Regions from separate parts of the Sus scrofa genome. Here region 2 is linked to region 1. Evidence: chromatin contacts called from public Hi-C data. All regions are on one chromosome and are shown on one strand. The core of a region is the stretch at or near the end of the contact, and the rest is flanking DNA. Distances in the headings are between cores, read along the strand shown.

Region 1 (7,902 bases), core at 2,611-5,110:
GTTAGAACTGGAGCTCGCCCACGGGGCAGAGGTAGGCAAGGGGCTGGGTGCCTGGGGCTTGACCACCCAGGGCAGGAGCCCTCACCTGGCTCTGAACATGCAGCTCGGGGACCGGAACCCAGCCTGGGCTGACCCCAGAGCCAGCCCTGCATTTCTCCCACCCTGAGACGCGGGTGGAGAGGAGACACGTGCGCCCAGGCCACCCGGACCAGGACCCAGTGACCTGGCTCTGCCGGGACATTCTGCAGACTGAAGACTGGATTGAAAAGGAAAGTTCACATTCTATAAAAACCTATTTGGGGTAAGCTCTCATTTTTAATAAGTATTTAAGCCCTACAATAGCACACCACATCCAGGAATGTTTGACGGCTTTATTTTTAGCGAACATTTTGTATGAGCACCTTTTGAATTAAAAGCTCCTGAACATGTGGCAGCAGAGGAGGTGGAGCAGGGCAGAGAGTGGGCAGGGAGGGTGTCTCCCCCAGCCAAGGTGTGACTAAGGGCACGACACCCCTACAAACGGGACGGTGGACCAACCGGGAGGGGAAGGTGGGGCAGACGAGACGCGATGCCATCAGGGATGCTGAACTGCTCATTCATTACAGACCTTGCCACGCTCGGGATCTGAGGGGGCGCTTTACCGTCTCACCCCTGCTCTTCCCCGGCCAGCCTCGCCGGGACGGGGCGCGGGTGGGGGCTGCATCCCAGTTTACAGGGAGTCAACAGGCACCAGGGCACACGGGCCTCGGGGAATCCTGCCAAGGCCCAAGCTGGATGTACCTCTTGGGTTAAGCGCTCCGTTTGAAAGCCAGAAGGTCCCCTCCTATCCCACCTTTCCAGCATCCCTCAGGAAGCCCTAGCTAACGCAGCCAGCCGAGTAAGGGCTAAAAAATGTCCACGGATGTGGAAGGAGGAGATACGACTGCTTCTGTTCACAGATAACCTGATCATCCACGTAGAAAATTCCAGAGAATCAACAACAAAACCCCGGACGCTGCTGAGCAATTACAGCAAAAGTTACAGGAAATGAGGGTCGGGCCGGTGATAAAAAGAAATGAGCTATCAAGTAACAAAGAGACACAGAAGAAGCTTAGAAATGCGTCCTGCTAAATGAGAGGGGTCATTCTGAAAAGGCTTTGTACTGTATGATTACAACAGCAATGCATCCTGATAAAGGCAAAATTGTGGAGATGGTAAAAAAAAAAAAAAAAAAATCTGTGGTTGCCAGGCGTTCAAGGGCATAGGGCGGGGGGGGGGGGGTTGGATGAACAAATGGATGGCAGAGACTTTTTAGGACAGTGGAACAGTCCTGCAGGATGCTGTAGGGGGGATACATGTCATTATTCATTTGTCACAACCTTCAAAGCGTAAAAACATAGTGTCAACCCCATTGTAAAGCGGGGACTTGAGTTAGTGAAAATGTATCAGTATTGGCTCATCAGTTGTAACAAAGGCACCAGCCCATGCAAGCTATTAACAATGGGCAACACTGCGGAGGCGGGCAGAGGCCAAGGGGTATATAGGAACTCTGTGCCTTCTGCTCAGGTTTTCTGTAACCTGAAAATTACTTGAAAAAAATGAAGTGTCTTAAATAAATAAACAGCCCTGCTGCATGTAGCAGTACATACATAAAAAACAAAAAAACAAAAAAAAAACGGAAGGCACAGAAGACCCCCAGCACCCCTCGATATCACTGTGATACCCAAGAAGGGCTAGGCTCGGGGTACTGCGAGTGGTATCAGGCGGGAGCCCCCAGCTGAAAGAGCCGCCTTGACCAGGCTCCAGCCATAGCAGGTGAAGCCAGATCCAGAACACTGCCGTCCACCTCTCTGGGCTTCCTCTGCTGTGTGATGCAGGGTGTTCCAGGGCCTTCTCGGGGCTCACTTTGCTCTCTGCAGGATGAAAGAGCAGGCCACTTGCAGCAGGACTCAGGCTCTGGGGTCTGCTGGGCCGGGGGCACAGGTGGGGAAGGTCCTGCCTGATGCACCTCTTCCTGATCTCCACCCCAAGTTACCCTGAATTCTCACAGCATATTTTTTCAATCACACCCTAGTACCCTATTTGATAGAGGAGGACACTGAAACTCAGAGAGGTAAAGGGACTTGCCCACGGGCACACAGCTCTTTCATGGCAGAGCAGAGTTTGAATCCAGGACCCCCAAGAGCAGCCTCCCTTCCCCTCCATCTCAGCTGCCTAGTTAATCAGCTTCATTGAGCCAGTTTTCAGGGGTCCCACCAGGATTAGGGTGGGGTTTGAAAGATGAATCAGGTGCTCCCCACCCCATCAGCACGTAGGCAAGGTTCCACCCAGGTTCCACCCACCCCCCACACACCCACGCGGGGTGACCTTGGGCAAGTTACCTAACCTCTCTGAGCTCCTGTTTCCTAGTCTGTCGATGGGCCGTTAAGAGGATTTATTTCCTTTATAAATAAGAGATAATGCAAAAAAACAAAGCCTGCTGCACAGAACAGCCCTAGGAAGTGTCAGCTGCTGGCAGCACCTCATGAGTGTTTGCTTAACCCAGGAATGTTATAGGATCAAAGCCAGGCGACCCCTCTGGTGGGGTTTCAGGGCTGTGACAGCGGCTGAGGGAAGGGGGAGCCCTGCAAAGACCCGAGGCCCACATCAAGGCCCCTCACGGTGTGCTGGGTCACCAGAGAGCTGGCCGTGGGGATTAGGGGGCCCAGGATAGATCTTATCGGATCAAATGCTGCCCTCCCCTCAGGGAATTTATAATAAGTGCTCCTTTCTGCTCAGCACTGGCCTGTCTCCAGTGCGGTGTGGCACTCTCCCACCCTTGGCCCAGAACCCCACCTCTGAACAAGTGACCCCTCTTCCATCAAAATCCCAGACTGAGAAGAGGAACAGCTGGCAGCAGAGCCCAGGACTGGCTCTCACCTTGCCCCCGCTGCCCTGGCTTCATCTGCACTCCTCAGGCCTGTGTGCAGACCTGGGACCCACAACAGGAAGGCTGAGCTAGTCCAGCTCTGCAGAATCCCCACCAGCAGGCGGCTGGGGAAAATGAGGCTCAGAGGTTTAAGGAGGCATCCATGGCCACCCAGGGGCTCCTCTCCTTCTCTGAACTTCCAGCCCATGCCACCCATGCCCAGGGCCCAACCTCAGCCCAGCTCCATCCCCATCTCCTGGTCCAGTGCTGCTCTCCAGCGGGTGCTGGGCCCGTTCTCCCACCTTTTTTTTCCCAAAAGGGCCAGTCTGGCAAGGACCGCTCAGGATAGGGGAACCGAGAGGGAATAAAGTCTGATACAGTTGAAAGTGGAAGCAAAAGCCCCAGTGGGAGGGATGGGTGAAGGCAGGGCCAGAACACAGCATGATGCTTCAGGGGCCCACTAGCTTCCAGGAGACGTGTGGCATGAACTCTGGGCCCTGAGAAGCGGAACAAAGTCCTGGAGAGTAACCCCGATCAGGCCGCCAGGCTCCCCCTCCAGCCCACCTGCAGCCTACGTAGGGGGAGCCTAGCCTTCAGCTCCTCCCACCACCGCCCACCCATGGAGGCGGGACCAGCAGACGATGCACCCCGTCTTCCCCAAGTTCATTCTCCATGAGCAGATAAAAGATTAGGAAGGTGAGGCAAACACTGCCTTTATTCCCGAGTCAGCGGATTCTGGAGAGGGTGCTCAAGCACAGAGCCACAGTGGGCTCCCTCTCAGTCCTTACCGGAACCAGGCAAAGTCCGGATCCCCGGGGGCCCTGTGACTCAGACTGTAAGAGCCGCGCAGAAGGCGCGCAGCCTGCGGGCAAGGCTCCCGCGGTTGGGCATGCGCAGAGGGCACCCCCGCCCCCCCCCCGCAGGCCGGGCTCCGGGCTTGGGCATGCGCAGAGGACACACCGCCTGCGGGCGGGGCTCCCGGGCTGAGCATGCGCACGGCGTCCTCCTCACCCCGGGGGCGGCGGGGGCGGCGGGGGCCCTGGAGCAGCACCTGGGAGAGCGCGCTCGAGGGGCAAGGGCTTCCGGCGGGGGGAGGGCGCCCCCGGGCTCCGCGCACCCGCTCTCCCGGCCAACCTGTCCGGAGGCCGGGTGGTTTGCCTCCTGCGTGCCGTGCCGCAGCCACCCACCTCTGCCCTTGTCCTGTCCGAGCTCGCGGGCCCCACGCGCGCTTCCTGGGAGCCAGGCTGTGCTTTTAGGTCAGATCATACCAACCCTGCTCAGCCCCGGCTCCCGCTGCTCTTAGCTGAGAGGACCACCCTCCCCGCCAAATCCCCAGGGCCCAGCACAGGGGCTGGCACTTGGTAGACGCTCAGTAGATATTTGGGGTGGGGAGGGAAGGGCAGGGGAGAGTGGCACCCCAAGCCGGGCATCGTGAGCTCGTTGGAGGACCCCACGCCCGTCTCCTGAAGGAGGATGCACGCAGTGAGGGAGTTGGGGCTGCCGGCCTGGGAGCCGGGTTCAGCTCAGGTGAGCAGAGGCCTCACGCCAGCAATGAGGAACGACCGGAAACTTCCACGATGTGGCTACAGACGGCTCTCCTGCGGACACACAGGATCCCGTTGAACTTGCACCCTGGCCTGTGAGAGAGGCGTCCAGTGCCCCCGTTCCACAGAGGAGCAAGTGGGACGTGAGACCCTTCGGCCAGGGTGTGCTCCTGACCCGGTGCTCTGCCGCCCTGAGTCCTGGCGCAGAGGCTGGGGCTGCACAGCCGTCTGGCCCGTGTTCCCCGAGAGCCCTGCTGGCTCGTTGGGGCAGCCCCATCGTGCTCCCAGCGCCTCAGGACCGCCAGGCCTGGTGCTGGCCCTCCCGTGGGCCCCGGGCCCTCGCCTTCTGCAGCTGCTGGGCCGCCCTGGCTGAGCGCCCACCAGCGTGTCAAGTGCTTCCCGAGGGAGTCCCCAGGGCGGCCCCCGGCCTGCCGCCTGCTGCACAGTGCATCTAAGAGGAGGCCTTCCTTCCGGGCGCATCCGCCAGGGCCGCCAGGGTCAGGCCTTGGGTCACCCTCCAGCTGCGACAGGAAGCCTCACATTAGTCTGGAGTGGGGGGCAGGCAGGGGCCGGGAGACTGACCCGGGCGGCTGGGGACACCAGCTGTCTGGGCTGAAATCAACTCAGGCAGTTGTGCAGCTCTGTGACCTGCCCACTGGACGCTTGCTACCTTCTGGGCCATCTGGGAGTTCCTCCTGTGTGCCCTCCCATCTGAAGCGGGAGCCCAGTGCCAGCCCCAACTTGCCCCTGGTCAGGGGCCTCCCACCAAGCCTCGCTGTCTCCACTCTGGCCCCCACAGCCCATCCTCCACGCCTGTGCTGTCCAAGGCTGGGACCGCTGAGCCCCTGTGGCTACTGAGCCCTGGAAAAGCAGCTAGTTCGAACCTGAGATGTGCTGTCAGTGGGATTTCGAAGACTTAGGGTGAGAAAAAAAACGCGGCCACGGATGTGGCCCAAAAAAACAACACTAAAACATCTCAGTAATTTTCTAGTATATTAGGTTAAATAAAATACATTATTAAAATGATAATCAACAAGATCCCACTGTATAGCCCAGGGACTTATATTCAATATCCCGAGAGAAAACGTAAAAGAAGATAAAGAATGTATATCTGTGTGTGTAACTGGATCCCTTGGCTGTGCGGCAGAAATTAACCCAACATTGTAAATCGACTGCATTTCGATTTTTTTAAAAAATTGTAAAGCAACTACAATAAAAAAAATTTTTAATAAATTGCATATTTTTTCCTTTTTTTAACATGGCTATTAGGAAATTTAAAGTTGCTTATGCATCTGGCATTCGATTTCAAGTGGGGAACAATGCCCACACCGCCAACAGAGGGAACTTTTCAAACCGAAATCATTCCCTGACTGAGAAGGACTCAGAGAAAGTCCTTCACACCCAGCGCGGGGACTTTTCTTTGGACTCAGGGTCATTTCCAGCTGCAAACCCCATCTTCCATCTGCCCCACAGCCCCACCCCTGTGTAAGCCGTCGCTCCCCTGGGAATGCCCTTCCCCACCCCTCCCCTCACCCCCTCTCTCACCCACTGCCACGCCCCACTGGCATGGGCTTGAAGAGGCTTGGACGTGGTGCCAGGGTCAGGCGCGGTCGGGCTGAGTAACGCACCTCTGAGCCTCAGTTTGCTTGTCTGTAAAATGGCGCATTGAGATGGGTCCTACTTCATAGGGCCGAGGCGCTGCTCAGAGAGAGGGTGGGCGGGGCACACTGCAGGTGCTTGGGAACCTTTGGCTGGAGTTGCTAAAGGGGCGAGGTCACTGGAGCAGCCAGGAATTTCACAAATGTCCGGACCCCCCCCCCACCCCGGGCTGAGCTCCGGGTGGCAGGTGGGGGGTGGCGGGAGCAGATCCCACCCACCGGTGTCACCCAGCTGTTCCGCCCAGGCTCAGAGGCAACCCAGAGCCCCGCCTTCCCCCAGTGGTGGAATGCCGACAGTTGTTTTTCTGTTTCCTCGAGGAGGGCGTGCTGGGCTTTTGAATGTTAACGTGCCTGCGCACACGTGGGTTGGAGGCCTCCCGCTCGCACGTCCCACCTGTTGGTGCAATTGCCCTTTACTGCCTCGCTGTCTTCGTTCACATTCACCGGGCTGCTGGAGGCCGCACCGCAGCGTGGTGGCTGAAAAGCGGCCACTTAGAGTCTCCTGGCTCTGCAGGCGGAGGTCTGAGGTCCAGGCGTCGAGGGAGAATTGTTCCAGGCGGTCTCCCGGTGCAGTGGGCCCCTCTGAGCCCTGAGCATGTCAGTCACATTGGATGAGGGTCACTGCAACCACCTAAGTGGATGGCCTCTGGAAAGGCCCCATCTCCAAAAGAGGTCCCGCTGAGGTCCTGGGGCTCAGGGCTTGGACACAAGCATTTAGGACACGATTCAACCTGTCACACCCCCCAAAGGGAGGACACACCCAATTTCACAGAGTGGGGAGGCACAGGTGGTGAGGGAGCGGGTCCCATTTCCCCCTGCGGGGAGGGAGGCAGGCTCTGAAGATGAGGCTCCCAACCTGTGGGTGAATCAAGTTCGCCAGGGTGGTTGTCACGGTCAAATTTCAAAATCTGAGCCGTTGCAACAGCCTCCTCCTCCTCAGCTAATTGGCCGTGGGTGCCTAGGGGGTATCGATGTTTCCTTCCAGGTCCTGACGTTCTCGCCGCCTGGCACCGGCCCTCCGGGCCACCCCAGGGCTGCGATGCTGCCCCCCCGCTGGGACCCAGGCAGGCCCGTTCTCTCCTCAGTGTGCCCGTCTGCAAAATGGGCCATATGAGGGCCGAGGGACAGAAAAGCCCACCATCAGAGCCCACGGAGATTTATGGAGAGCGGGTCTCTGCATGCCAGCCAGCAGCCTCGCTCCGCGAGCTCCGGGGGTTCTCCGGAATACTCAGAGACTCTGCAGGGGTCTGACCAGCACACTTAGAGATGATGGGATCCGGGGGTCAGGGAAGGGCGGGGCAGGGCTGGTCCTCAGGGTTCTGGTTCTCACCCCTGTGTCCCTCTTTGCCCCCCAGGTCCAGCTGTGAGGTGACACCAGCCCTCAGGGAAGACTCTCCAGCCAGCCTCCTCACTGGGTATTTTGAGCTGGTCCAGGCGTGGCATCTTGCATCTTGGTGGTGGGAAGGAAAGCCTTCGTGAGGGAGGTTGCACCCTAGGTTAGTTTAGACGGGGTGAGCAGCGTGGGCAGGGCTGGGTTGCGAAAGGAAGAGAGAGTGTGATTGGGTGTGTGGCTGACCCCTGACAGTGACAGCAGCCAGCTCAGGACACCCTCATAGTGCAGAGAGCTGCACCCCGCCTCTCACCACACCGCCAGGCCTCCCAGGGGCCTGGCCTGTCTTGAGCAGATCTGCAGACCTCAATATTTTTGCACATGCTGTTCCTTCTACTGGAATGCTTTTCCCTGTCTTGTCTGTTAAAAGAGACAAGCCCCTCCTTACCACCTGGCCCAGATACCACTCATGCCAGGAGGCCT
Region 2 (7,902 bases), core at 1,725-4,224, 76 kb after region 1:
GCCTCCGTGTTTCCGCAGCAGCTGGAAAGAGCACGTTCGGCCGTCCTCCTTCAGGGCTGGTTTCCGAGTTGAGCTTCTTATCAGGCAGGCCTTTTCACGTCCCTGGAAACTGGGGCTGGACAGGCCTGGGAGAGTCTTCTCAGAAGCCTCTCTTGGGCTGCGTTTCCCACGGGACCGCCCAGCCTGCACTTGGATTTGGTGGCCTGTCTGCAGTGCCTTCAGCGGAGGCAGGTCTGCTCTGCTCCCCAGGGCCTCCCGGTGTTCGGGAGGGGCGCCCAGGGTCCTTGCAGTGGGGACGTGGGAGACCCCTGTCCTTGTGTAGAGAGCTCTGGGCTCCGTGTCATCACGGTCCACCAGAGCGCCAGCGAGCGAGGGGACAGGTGCGCCCACGGGGCTGGAGGGGCTGTGGGGCGGGGGGGGGCACGTTAACGGCCCCCAGGGACGGCCCTTCAGAGACATGAGCCTTAAATGAAACAAGGCGGCTGCAGAAGGACGCACCCTGGCTCCATTCCACTTAGACGAAGGATCAGGAGGCATCGGAGCCGTGGACACGGGAGGAGCAGGTGGGGGCTGGGAGCGGGCGCCGAGTTTGGGCTTTGCCAGGTGAAAGTCCTGTGGGGCTGGGTGGTGACAGCTGCACAGCACGGTCAGTGTCCCTCAGTCCCGGAGCCAAGCCCTTGGAAAGTGTTAGCGTGGCGACCTCTTTGGGATGCGTGTCTCACCCAGATTTGTTCAATGTGAGAAAAAGTCGGGGGGGCCTCACCGCGGGAGATCCGACTGAAGAGTGGATTTCCTGCGGGCCAGAGACTAAGGAAGCCTGAAGGGTGACACATGGCCCGGGCCGGGAGGGGGCAGCCCGCTCCCCCGCCCCAGCCAGTGGAAGCGCTTTCCAGACCCGGGCACGTGGTGTCCGCGCCCGGGAGGCCTGACCTGAAGGCCCACCCAGGCCAGGGGACCCTCGCGGTGGCTCCAGACACACAGGCAGCGCACCGGGGGCACAGGCGCGTAAATAGGCAGGTGTTCGTCCGAGTCTCCCGAATTTTGACCGAAATAATTGAAAAGCTGCTGTGCGGGGCCGTTTTGTTTGGATTGGGAAGTCTGGATTTCCTTGTGTTTCAGATCATTGTATTTTAGAAACAATGAAATGTCAGCTGCAGTCCTTTTTCCCAAGGAATTATGTGCCTGTTATTCTTTCATCAACCGCTTATTGAGCACCTACCAGGTGCCAGGCATGGTGCCAGGTGCCCTAGAGGGGCCAGAGCAGCCTGCGGGACAGCGGGGCCACGTCACGACAGGGCCGTTGACTTGGGAGCGCTCGTGGGAACGCTGGCGCCCTGGTTCCCGGGATCGAATGGCTCCAGGTCAGGGTCAGCCTGGAGGGAGGTCAGCTCTTCTGTGAGCCAGGCTGGGCCGGGCCGGGCCGGGTGCCCGCCGGGCCTGGGGTGAGGTCTGGAGGAGGAAGGCTCTGTAGGAGGCGGGCATCGGGGACACTAGGATCAGGACAGGGGGCAGCGATGGGCCCGAAAGAGCAGGCGGGGCGTGGGGAGGCTGTGGAGAGGAGGGGGCGGGGGCCTCCTGGGCGCAGACAGAACAGGGGTCAGCGAGTGAGGGGACCCAGCCCAGGGCAGGCCGTGGCCTGGCAGGGAGAGGCCTAGAGGACGGGCAGGCGGTGGCTGAGTCTGCAGGGCCCCCGAAGGGCTTGAGCTCGGGGTGGAGATCTGCCCGGATCCCATCACAAGAGGCCTTTGTGCCACGCCAAGGAGGTGACTTTGGGAGAAACCTGAGCGCTTCCGCTCTTTTCCAGCACTGCGCACACGGGCACTGGTAGAGCAAGAAGGGTTTTGAGAAGTCTTAGCAGTAAGTAATGTCTTACATTGTAGCTGTTTCCAAACGTGCTAGGCCATTAGAGTTTTCAGTCAGAGGAACAGAACGTGAAGCATGTACAGTCGGCCCTCCAGGCCGCAGGTGACACATCCCTGCGGGTCCCACCAACGGCACATGGAAAATACTCAAGGAGTTTCCAGAAGGTTCCAAAAAGCGAACCTGGAATTTGCTGTGCCAGCAACTGTTTAGAGAGCACGCACGTTGCATTGGTGTTATCAGCACCCTAGAGATGATTCTAAAATACAGGAGGACGTGCCTCGGTCATACGCACATGCTCCACCGTTGTCTATGGAGGACTCGAGCATCTGTGGAAATCCGAGGGGGCCCTGGAGCCAGTCTGCAGGCCCTGGGGGTGATGGTACACGCCTGGGTTGAAGAGGACAGAAGAAATCCTATCAGTTCTTCCTGCGGAAAGTGATCATTTAACTTTCTAGTGCAAGCTAAAGAGAAGTTAAACTCTATCAAGACGTTGCAAACGTGTGTTAAAATGCTAAGACAAGATGCCAGGTAGCCCAGAGACAGAGACGGGGTTCGGGGTGACCCGTGACCTCCGTGCACGGTGGGCCTTGCGCCCCTTCCTCTGGGAGTCTGGCCCCGAGGGGCCCTGGCTGTTCCTCAAGGCAGGAGTTCTCCTGGAATCCTCTGTAAATGTTTAATATTTTCCTTGAATATGTCTCAAAACGAAAATTATAATCACAGACAGGTTTTTTTAATGGCAAGTTTTAGAACAAATGCTCTCTTTGCTCTTTAAAAAAAAAAAAAAAAAACACCATAGAATGTGTCCACCCGCAAAATATTTCCCAGATGATGGTAATTTTGTCATTAAAAAAACAACTCAAGTTTTACACAAAATGCGTCAATCGCGCAAATTGTGCGTGGATAGGCCTTGTCTTTGGGGGCAGTATGGGTCCTGTGCCCCCATTTCACTGGAGAAGAGGATGTGGGTGTATCTTCCAGCTGCTGGACGGGGTGGGCCCATCACGAAAGAATCAGGCGGGTCTTGTTAGAAGTGCCTTATGCAGATCTCGCTGGAGCTGTGTCTCCCTGGAGGTGCAGAGCCGGGCGGCAGCTGGAAGGGTGAGTCTCAGCTGGAGGCGGTCAGGGCTGGGCCACCTCCGGGGTGAAGAGCCCTGCCCTTGGGCCTGAATTTCCCAGTGTGAGAGCAGAGGGGGGCAGAATGCTGCCCCCCCCGGGGGGGGACGGGAGGGGGGGGCAGAGGCGAGGGGCCCAGGGCCAGGGGGGAGGGGGCACCCTGAGTCTAGCCAGCGAGTGCAAGGCTTCATCAGTGTCAGGCATGTCGTGTTTTGCTTAAGTTCCTTTGAAACTTACACAGGCTTCCGTTTTGCTGTCATCCTGGAACACGACGACTGGGCGCTGCTGCCTGTTTGGAGGGTGGGTTTCTGGGCCCAGCCGCCGTCCTCTGGGCCCCACACGCTTCCTCTTCCGCCACGGGGATCCTGACGCTGGGTGCTTCCTGCTTCTCGGGGCTGTTCTGCTGCCCGGAACTCACCTGCCACGGGGATGGCTGAAGGCCCTCGGCCCCCACACCCCCGTTCTCTGTGAGTGCGTGATAGCAGTTTAGCCCGCCAACTGGAGCTGCCGCCTGTGTAGACGCGGCACTGCCTGGGTTTGAAGGGCTTCTCCTGCACCAGCACCTGTCACCCGACACTCATGACCGAATGGGGCCTCGCAGGCTTCTCATGCATTTTAATCACTTCATCTAAAAGCAGCGCAGGCCAGGAGGAGGTAGAGCGCCTGTCCACCTCAGGGGGTCTGGGGAGCCGAGCACAGTGTCTGTGGGGCCTGCCTCCCTGGGCCCGAGGCGCTCACCTTCCCTGGAGGTGACACAGCCCCCCGCCTGGGGGCGCAGGCCCGCATCCGCTGAGAGGATACGCGCTTTTTTTTTTTTTTTTTTTTGGTCTTTTTGCTATTTCTTGGGCTGCTCCCGCAGCATATGGAGGTTCCCAGGCTAGGGGTCAAATTGGAGCTGTAGCTGCCGGCCTACGCCAGAGCCATAGCAACGCGGGATCCGAGCCGCGTCTGCAACCCACACCACAGCTCACGGCAACGCCGGGTCCTTAACCCACTGAGCAAGGCCAGGGACCGAACCCGCAACCTCATGGTTCCTAGTCGGATTCGTTCACCACTGCGCCACGATGGGAACTCCAGGATACTCACTTTAACAGCCAGCTCCGAGGTCACCATGCAGGGCAGCCGCTGCTTGCTGGGGAGCGGGCCGGGAGTGCTGCCTTTCCCTTGTCACCAGGTCTGGTCTGGGGCCCTGCTGCTTGGCAGGCAGGGTGTGATGGGGGCTCTGGCCATGGCGGTGTGGAGAACGTTCTGCAGGCGGCCTGCTTGTTGGATGAGGACCAGGAGGAAAGACCTGGCACATCCCCCACCCACCCCTGGACCCTTTTCTTTGGGCCCCGGGGGCTGTGGGCTGGGAGGAGGGAGACACTAACGAGAGATTGGTGGCAGAAAGCAGCAGTGAGTAGGGTTTAGGTCTGGGCTGGGGGCCTGAGGGATCTCATCTGTCCCCCTCACCGTGGAGGGCTCCTGAGGGTCCTGGGGACAGCGCCGACGCCGAGGGCATCGGGGCTCTGCAAGGGAGGTGACTTGTCTGGGGGTTCACGACCAGAAAGCATAGAATCAGAATGGAAGCCTCTCCTTTTCTTCAGACCAGGCCGCCTCCACCTGCCTGGACCAAGGCTGGCCTGAAGCCTCAGGGATGCTGACACGTGCGTGGAAATGGCTCACGGGGCATCAGGCACTGCCAGGCAGCCATTGCTCCTGCCATCACAGCATCGTCCCCAGAGCAGGGGGTGCCCTCCACACACCAGCCTGCCGAGTGCCTGTGCAGGGTCGGCCTGGCTCCCAGACACTCGCCTTATTGTCAGCCCACTTTTCAGTTGGGGAACCTGGGGTCACCGGATCACACGTGCTCTGGAAGCCTCATTCCTTTGCGAGTTTCTTCCAGAAAATAGGGACAATGTCCATGCGTGGATCACCTCGGCGTGCAGCGCCCCAGGTGTCTGACTCTACAGGTGTGAGGCGCGGGAGCAGCGGTGGTCCCAGGTGCTCTCAGGTGGGCGTGTGAGTTGTGTGAGCTGGCTGGTCGGGGGGGGGGGCTTGGAGGTGGGACCTCAGAGGGGTCCTTTCAGGCCCCCGCCCATGGCTATTTGTCCCTGATAAGGTGTGGGGGCCCTGCTCAGCCAGTGCCAGGGTCTTCAGGCACCCAGGGTTCCCTTAGGGGACCTTCCTGGGGGCAGAGCTGCTCCCCTCTGTGTGACAGCTCCTGATTGAAGGGCTGGCGCTGCAGCAGAGCCACTGCCCTGCCGTCGGCACTGAGACACCCCTGTGGCTCTCATCTGAGTTGATAACACAGAACTCAGGGGCTGTGCGTCCCGCCTCCTGGGGCGACTTGGTTGGCTTTGGGACCTGCTGTATGTGGGTCACAGGTCCGCTTGTCTGTGCCACCTGTTCTGAGAGCAGGTGGATGCCCAGGGAACGTGCCTGTCACCGTGGAATTGAGCTGTGCGTTGTCCTGGCAGCATCTTGACAGCACTGCCCGTCGAAGCGTTGTAGCTCCGCTGCCCCCGAGGCGGGGGAGGCACGAGTCCATGGAGGCAGCGACTGGCCTTCGTTTCCTCGTCTGACCCCGTGCTGCCCGCCCTCGTCACTGTGTCCACTTCACACGTGGAGAGGACGTTCCAGGCCGAGGCTGCAGCCCAGAGCAGAGCCTGCACGTCCCTCTGGTGCCCGCGGGCCTGGCTGGGGGGGGTGGGGAGGGAGCCCTGCCGCTGGGGGGGCTGCCGTGGCCTCGCTGGGGGGTCGTCACCTGGTAGGAAGCGTGCGGATGAGACGTTCTGGCCACACGTGTCTGCCAGGAGCTTCCGTGTCGCGGCAGTGGACAGGGCCCGCGCCAGGCAGTAGGGAACTAACGCTCGAGCCGGTCCCCTGGGATGGAACGTGGTGAAGGATGATGAGAGAGAGAGAGTGTGCAGAGACGCGGGACTGGGCCACTTTGCCGCACAGCAGAAGTTGATGGAACAGTGTCGCTTAACTATAATTTTAAAGAAAAGTTTTTAAAAAGCAATGACCGCTCGAGGCTTGTCGAAGCAGCAACTGGGGCCGTGGGCCTCCCAGCACGTGTAGGGTGGGGCTTCCACGCAGGGTCCCGAGCCGGACCGGAGCTTGGCGTTGGCTCAGAACCGAAGGCGGCAGGAGGGCTGGAGCCTGGTGAGGTGGTCTGGGGTGGAGCAGCCCTGCAGGTGGGGCTGGGGCCTCGGGACGGTGCGAGGGTCCAGGGAGGTCCTCTCCGTTAGGGCTCTAGGGGCTCACTGTGGCTGCAAGGTGGCAGGGGGTGGCGAGAGACCAGGGGAAGCATGTTGGCTGCTCGTGAAAATGCGAGGGCACGAGGGAGTTAGGCAGCTTCCGGAAAAGGGGAAGCAGAACATTTAGGGCAGAGGGGACAGCGTGTGCAGAGCCCCTGCGGGCAGGAGGAACTGTCCTGAGACCATTGCTGGGCTGGGAGGTGGCGCAGGGATTTGCAGATGGTGGGATTTGCTGATGGCAGGGTGAGGGCTGGCATGTATGACAGCGCTTGGCTGGGCGGGCCAGGGAGACGGGAGGGGACTCCTGGGCTTCTGCCAGGGTGACTGGGCAGTGGTGTGCTGTCTTTTCCCCGAGTTCGGGGATTTGGAGTGGCAGGTCCAGAGAAACACCCTGGACGTGGGGAATTCAAAGAAGGCCGGGGTCTCCGAAAACCTTGTTCCCTTCGTGGCAGGCTGTGGGCTTCTGAGACAAAGCCGTGGACCTATAGGAGGGGCAGGCACTTGCAGCCGACCTTGAGCTGTGAGTTCAGGCAGGGGCTGCTGCGGGACATGCTGTGCCTTGAGTGCTCTTTCGGAAGTTTCTGGAACCTCAAGCTGAGAACTGTGCCGTTTGTCATACAACTAGAGTGACATCCTCTGTTTTCCTCAAGACGCTTGCTTATCACAGCATCTGTTTTTCAACGCTGTGGGATAGCTGGGTGGCGGGGAGCGGCCAGGGCTCTGGCCTGCACTGCCGGGAGGGGAGGCCCTGCGGCGGGCCCCAGGGGAGCAGGAGCTGCGCCCACTGCTCTCCCGAGCCTCGGTGCCTGCAAGCGTCTGGCCAGGAGCGACCTGCAGGGCTGTTGAGGCTCCTTGTTTCAGCATAGGACTGACACCCCAGAGGCTGAGGTGTTGGGGAGCTCCTCTGGGACTGGCAGTGGCTGTGTGAGGTTATCCCCTGGTGATTCTCTGGGACCCCCTGGCCCAGGCTCTGGGGACCCCACCTCCAGGTACCTGCCCTGCCCTTTGATGCTGGGAGGCTGCTTGGAACCTGGCCCGGGGCCGCCCGCCTTCAGTTCTGTGTCCCTAGGCCCGGCCAGGGCTGGAGGCTTGTTCCTGCCCTCCAAGAAGGGGCTTGGGCCGCACGGGAGCCCCCGGGCACATCCCCAGGGACTGTCTCTTGGCACCTGGCAACTCCAAGGCTCCCCGTTCCAAGTGGAGGCCCCAGGAAAGCTGTCTGAGCTGATTTCCCCTTTTTCCCCATCCTTCTCCTGACCTTCCCCTGGCTCCGGGATTCTGGACGTTTCCTCGCAGCTCTGGAGGAGGTGGTGCCCTCTGCCCAAGCAGACCTTCCCCACGCAGGGGCCTTGCCCTGGCTGGGCTCTGCCTCCGGCCTGTGCTCACGCTGGGTCCCGCCCGGGGGTCGTTAATTCATCAGAGGTCACGCCAGGCCGCTGAGATTTCCCACAAAGAGCGCGTTCTCATGGGTTTCACGTTATCATGGGTTTTGTCTGAGAACACAAGCCTATCTTGATGGGGAGGCTTTGTCTATTGAAGAAAGAATGTAGTTCCTATTCCCATTTCAGATCTTTTGTTAAACATTTACAGGCAACTTTCCCGGCCCCCTGGCCCCCTCCCCCCAGAAGGACCCGTTTATCAAAAAAGACGCAGTGTTGAATGGGGGACGCCGCGCGTGACCGAGCGT

What was found. A called contact is a pair of places that touch in the nucleus more often than the background predicts.
Region 2: a contact with region 1 is called in a Hi-C map of embryonic fibroblasts, with 2.1 times the contacts expected there. The contact joins two enhancer-like sites. A contact is called at or near these places in 3 of 5 promoter capture datasets (fetal liver, fetal skeletal muscle and liver), 24 of 47 Hi-C or Micro-C datasets (alveolar macrophages, blood, embryonic fibroblasts and 13 more) and 2 of 2 datasets of contacts at active chromatin or transcription factors (alveolar macrophages and skeletal muscle).

Annotation. Positions count from the first base shown.
Region 1 is chr4:2,418,856-2,426,757 of Sscrofa11.1, forward strand. No RefSeq gene overlaps it. Among named protein-coding and RNA genes, the nearest start is that of GPR20, 28 kb to the left of the region's middle. Within about 2 kb of position 3,861, at least 60 of the 83 cell types and tissues checked have an H3K27ac peak or open chromatin away from gene starts, as enhancers often do. A contact at or near this core is called in alveolar macrophages, retroperitoneal adipose tissue and subcutaneous adipose tissue, where this site is marked.
Region 2 is chr4:2,495,692-2,503,593 of Sscrofa11.1, forward strand. The region is part of intron 2 of SLC45A4 (solute carrier family 45 member 4); the gene reads left to right. Among named protein-coding and RNA genes, the nearest start is that of SLC45A4, 28 kb to the left of the region's middle. Within about 2 kb of position 2,975, at least 13 of the 83 cell types and tissues checked have an H3K27ac peak or open chromatin away from gene starts, as enhancers often do. A contact at or near this core is called in alveolar macrophages, retroperitoneal adipose tissue and subcutaneous adipose tissue, where this site is marked.